2 separate regions of the Zea mays genome follow, and region 1 is linked to region 2. Evidence: chromatin contacts called from public Hi-C data. All regions are on one chromosome and are shown on one strand. Each heading gives the region's core, a stretch centred on a gene start, on an enhancer-like site or on the middle of the called end of the contact. The rest is flanking DNA. Distances are from core to core; before and after follow the strand shown.

What was found. Hi-C and Micro-C count contacts between places; a contact is called where the count stands out from the background.
Region 1: a Hi-C map of tassel shows a contact between it and region 2, with 6 times the contacts expected there. The contact joins the promoter of LOC103635707 here to the promoter of LOC100274749 in region 2. A contact is called at or near these places in 8 of 25 Hi-C or Micro-C datasets (bundle sheath, ear, endosperm and 4 more).

What each region holds. Positions count from the first base shown.
Region 1 is chr8:112,908,833-112,911,532 of Zm-B73-REFERENCE-NAM-5.0, reverse strand. LOC103635707 (Glycine-rich protein family) reads right to left here and starts at 1,399. Exons shown (of 1, transcript XM_008658093.4): 1 at 210-1,399. The coding sequence starts at 1,303. The coding sequence ends at 653.
Region 2 is chr8:112,769,399-112,772,098 of Zm-B73-REFERENCE-NAM-5.0, reverse strand. LOC100274749 reads left to right here and starts at 1,398. Exons shown (of 3, transcript NM_001149041.1): 1 at 1,398-1,705. The coding sequence starts at 1,517.

The DNA of each region.
Region 1 (2,700 bases), core at 150-2,649, 140 kb before region 2:
AAGAGGCTTAGGTTTGAAACCTTGCCTTGATGGCGAGGCTGTTACTTGAGCTCAATTATGATGCCTAGTACAATAGCAATTTGAGCTCAGAATATGCTGGGCCGAATCACCCACAAAGAGAGCATCTCAACTTGAAGTTTGCAAGAACAGTCTCATCTCTATCTTGGAATAGCATGTCAACATACATTCTGGAGTGCAATGCAAGAGCATTTTCCACTTGCAAAAGACATGAAAACGGAATGCAGTGCATTTTCCACTATGTTTGGTTGACATAAGCAATCAATATTGAAATTGGAACAAGAACCACCATCTCAAGAACCAAACCTTTGTTTGGTCCGGACTCTGACTATGAAATCTATACCAGTGATAATCTACAACAAGAACACGCCAGCCGCAAAATCTAGTAAATCAGACAAGCATAAAGAAGTACAACAAATCTTGAGAACCGTAGAGACTAATCTAATTTACAAATAGAACAGCCTTATCTTACAATTTAACGGATGACTGAACTGAAGCCTGAACCGAATTCATCAAGAGTTTTAATTTGATGTGGAGAGCAGGGCCTACCGACCAGGCTGACAGAGCGATGAGATTGTCAGATCTTGGCTGGGTGGTGGAGGCCAGGGCCAGCATTAGTGAGCTCGGCCGACGGTCAGCATCGGAAGCCGAGCACGCGGCCGTCGGCCGGCGAGACGCCAATGCGGCACACCTTGGCCGCCTCGACGTGGTGGGTTAACACCTTGAGAACGGTGACCTTGCCCTTGACCCGCAGCAGCGAGTCCACCTCCATCACCGGCGGCTGCACTAGAGCCGCAGTGACGTGCGGGGACGGGCCGGACGCCGGGACGGAGATGGTGGTCGGCTGCGCGGCGGCGCCCGTGGCCGAGACGGCGAAGGCGGGGACGGTGAAGCTGGTGGCCATGTACTGCGTGCGGCCGCCGTCGATCTGGCCTGCCGGGATGTACATGGAGCCGACCTCGCCGCCGGCGTAGGCGACGTGGAGGGAGCTGTCGTAGTGCGTGAGCGGGGACCGGTTGGGGTTGCGCACGGAAGCCAGCTGCTGGAAGGTGAAGGCGACGGTGCCGTTGGCCACGGCGAAAGCGGGGAGCTGCACGGCCGTCACGGCGATGGCCGGCGCGCGCGGGCGGAAGAACACGAACAGCAGCACCGCCGCGACGCAGGCGGCTAGGAGGAGGAAGAGGACCGCCAAGATGCAAGACGCCGCGGGTGAGGAGGAGGAGCGGCGGCCGGCGCCCGCGGCGGCATAGTGCTGCGGCGGCAGCCCCGGCGCTGATCTGGCCATGGCGGCCGGCCGGGCGAGTGAATCTTGCTTTGGTGGGCGAGCAGAGGAGACAGTGGACGAGGAGAGCAGGGTGGAAGGAATAGGAATTAGGAGGTCACTGTACTGCGCACACGCGCTCTATCGAGCGGGGCCCACGGGTTTTTGTACCCGGTGGACATGGATACGGGTTGAAAAACTCACCCGTGGATCCTATCGGGTCGGGTACCCGAAATACGTCGGATAGGGTACGGATAGTATATTTTACCCATGGATATCCACTGGATACCCGAAATATTAATTCACAATTTTACATGTTGTGTTTTTGGCCCATGAAGCAAAGAAAAAAAGCTCAAGGCAGTGAACCGGCTAACCCTAAGTCCCTAAGTTCCCGGCCTCCCATCTCGCCATTCTATATTTTACTAAATTTCTATTTGAATAACTATATGATCTGTCAGTTTGTTAGGATGGCATGCAATCTGAAACCATTGATCCATGAACTTGTTGGTTGCTACTACGAAGTTGCTGCCTGCCTGCTACTACATGAACATCATGGACTTCCTGTCATTGTGGTGTTTCTTATATTTGTGTTGTGTGAACTATGATTTGTGAACTGGACATGTACTATGATTTGTGAACTGAATGTGTACTATGATTTGTGAACTGTACTATGGTATGTGAACTGGACGTGTACTAGTCATGAACTTGAATGTGTACTATGATTTGTGAACTGTACTATGGTATGTGAACTGGACGTGTACTAGTCATGAACTGTACTATGATTTGTAAATTGGTGATGTTGCTTATCAATTTCACATGTTGTGATGGTGTTCATTAACTCCCATCTGTCATAAATTGTGTTGCTCATCAATTTACATGTAGATTTATATTTTATAGTAGCATATCCACCGTATACCCGATACCCGACGGATACCCGGTGGATACGGGTACGGGTCCATTTTTTTACCCGATTGACTTGGTGGATATGGATATTTGTATAAGGACCGGGTATGATATCGGGTCGGGTATTATCATACCCGAACACAACCCGACCCGCTGCCATCCCTACGCGCGAGTCTCTCGAGGGACTCGGTTTACTGTCTTCGACCATTAGACCAACTCCAGCAACACTCCCCATCCCACTCCACATCCGTATTATACACGCTCTGAGTCACTATTTCGCTCTCCAGCAGCCTCCGCATCCGTCTCCGCAAAACAGACGCCGTGTACCTGCACTCCCCTTTTCCACGGTTTCTCTCTCCTCTCCGCAGAAGACTGCATGCGCCACCTCCTGCTCGCGGGCCCCAGCTGTCATAGACTGTATGCGGAGTGCAAATACGGAGTCTGCTGGAAACGGGGACGGATACGGAGAGGAGAGAGAAACTGTTGGCCGTGCTAAATACGGATACGGAGAGGGAGTC
Region 2 (2,700 bases), core at 149-2,648:
GACATGCTATACAGAGCGACAAGACTGCCCCACGCGTTTCCAAGACGCTCAACGTCATGCCTACGCCACACACATTTAATGCGAGATCAAGATAGTGCGAGTAACCGAGGCGTTTATCTCAGGTGTCTAAGCAACGCCATCATGAGGCGCCGCTCGGCCACCCGATACACCCACTGATGCACAGATCGGATGTGACAACACGAAGATATCACATTAATTCTCGCATGTACCTGCAACAGCAACATACTTGATAGCTTCCAAAGCATACATAGGATGATGAACAAAGAGAACATACCTGATCGTGAAGTCGGCACGATAGTCGGGGGAGGAAGATCTCAACTCATAGTTGTACTTATATCTTTGGGTAGTATATGTTTAAGATAGGCACGCTGGGCCCACTTGTTCGGTCCAACTCTCTTGTGTGTGCTCCCATCAGACTATAAAAGGGGAGCACAATGTGATGCAGGGGGACAACCCTACACTTAATCTCTCAAGCAATCCAACTCATAGTGGATGTAGGGTATTACGCTCAAGCGGCCCGAACGACTCTAAACCGTTGTGTTCTTGTGTTCATCCATGTGGTCAGGTAAACTTCTAAGCCCCCTCCACATCTTAGGATTAGAGGGGTGCATTTTGTCTTGGGTGGTGAAGAATTTCTGCCTCCGACAGACACAATTTTTAAGGTTGTCTTCGGTAGATGCCGAAAATAGGAGATTTACACCGTAGATACCACTAACGCCCCGTTTGGATCATTGGAATTGAATTTCATTCTAATAATAGTAATTTAGGCATATATCAATTAAGCTAATTCGATTTTACGCAAAATATATTTATATACTATTATTAGCAAGATATCGAAGATATTTATATGTTATATTTTTACTATAGAGGAGTGAGACGAAGAGTGTCGTGTAAGTTACATAGTAGAAACAAATTCTATTAATGCATAAAATCATTTTTCATCTCCACCCCATGAATTTGAGATAGACTTATATCTGAACTTTGAAAAGTGATGGAATGTCAAATTCCAAACTAAATAAGTTACTTTATTGAGTGAATTCTAATTTCTCTAAAATAAAGAGATCTAAACACCTCGTAAGTAAAATTTAAAATACTAAATGAGATAGAAGATACGATAGTAGAGCTGCTACTTAAAAAACATAGTGCACGCAATGGTCCGAAGCTGTCGGGTTCAGATTCGGAGCATAGGACAGAAGACCGCACCCGCTTCAAAAACGCGTGCGGGTGCGGCGGCGGCTTCTGCCGACGCATCCTGCAGGTTTGGGAGGCAAGTTGGAGAAACGGGCAAAACCCACCAAAGCCAAGGACACTGCAATTTACACAAACACCCCTTGCTCGCCGCCTATTTGTATTTTCCGCGCTTCTCTCCTTCGCTCTTTTCTTTTTTCTCCAAACCATCGTCGGCTGCGGCACTCCTGAAGGGAGGAAGCCCCAAGCCCTTGCCGCCGCAGCTGCCGCAGCCAGCAACGAACCGTACATAGGCAGGGACGAAGCGATGGAGGGAGCCAATGGAGTCGGTGGGTCGGAGTCCGAGCGGAAGCCGCTGTCAGAGGTGGTCGGCGACTGCGTCCAGCGCTGGTTCCAGGACGCGTACAAGGAGGCGCGCAAAGGAGACATCGCCAACCAGGTGCTTGTAGCGCAGATGTTCTTCTCGGGTTATGGGACCCCCAAGAACGAGTACAAGGTATAGCAAGGCACCTTGTTTAAAATGAGATCTCTTTTGATTCAGGTTCCTTATGCAGTCGTCTGTGCGAGATAGATGGGGATTCAGTTCAGCTTCCTTGTTTAGCTCAATTTATTATAGTTTCTCCTTTTCATAGCCACGATTGTCCTGTTTGGACGATCTTAAGGGACTCCTGGGTACTGGGTTTACCTGATCAAGTCCAGATTCAGATGTGTAGGGGTTTTAATGTGCGGACTTGCTTCCTGGTGGAAGAGTTGTTAGTCGTTCCTAAAGAAAATATCAAGGGATCCCCTGTTTCCTGATTAATCCACAACAGAGACACATAGTATGGGGAGCTTTGTTTCTCTTCCTTACTGAAAATTTGGGACTCCGTTGTCGAATTTTTGGCAGATGCAACATTAATATTAGTATTTTACCATAATCTATCCTTAGTGTTTCAGATCCAGTCTTAAGTCACTTTGTTTGCGGTTAAGATACATCCAATGGGATTCAACAAGCTTTTGTAGTTCCAGTCTCGTCAACTGCTGCTTTTCTGGGCCTTTTATGCAACCTGCTGACAAGAACAATTTAAGAGTTGGGGAGATAACACTGGCATACAGTTTCACGGACTCAAATATCAAAACTTTGGATTTGGGAACACAGATAACACTGCCTTGCTTGTTTAGACTGGTCATTAAATTCTGTTAAATATGATGTTTCCTTAATTTTCTCATGGTACACAATATTGTTGAGTTCTAGCTTTTCGGAACCATTTTATGGTGGGCCTACTCATTAAAGGATTATGCGCTTTGCACATCGAGCATGATTTTTATCTGGTGACATCCATGACTCATGTATTGATTTGGTGAGTTAGTTCAAAAGTAGACTAGAATGCTTTTTTTTTCTTTATCTATGGGATATGCTTTTAGTTCTAAAAATATACATACATATATACATACATATATATATATATATATATATATATATATATATATATATATATATATATATATATA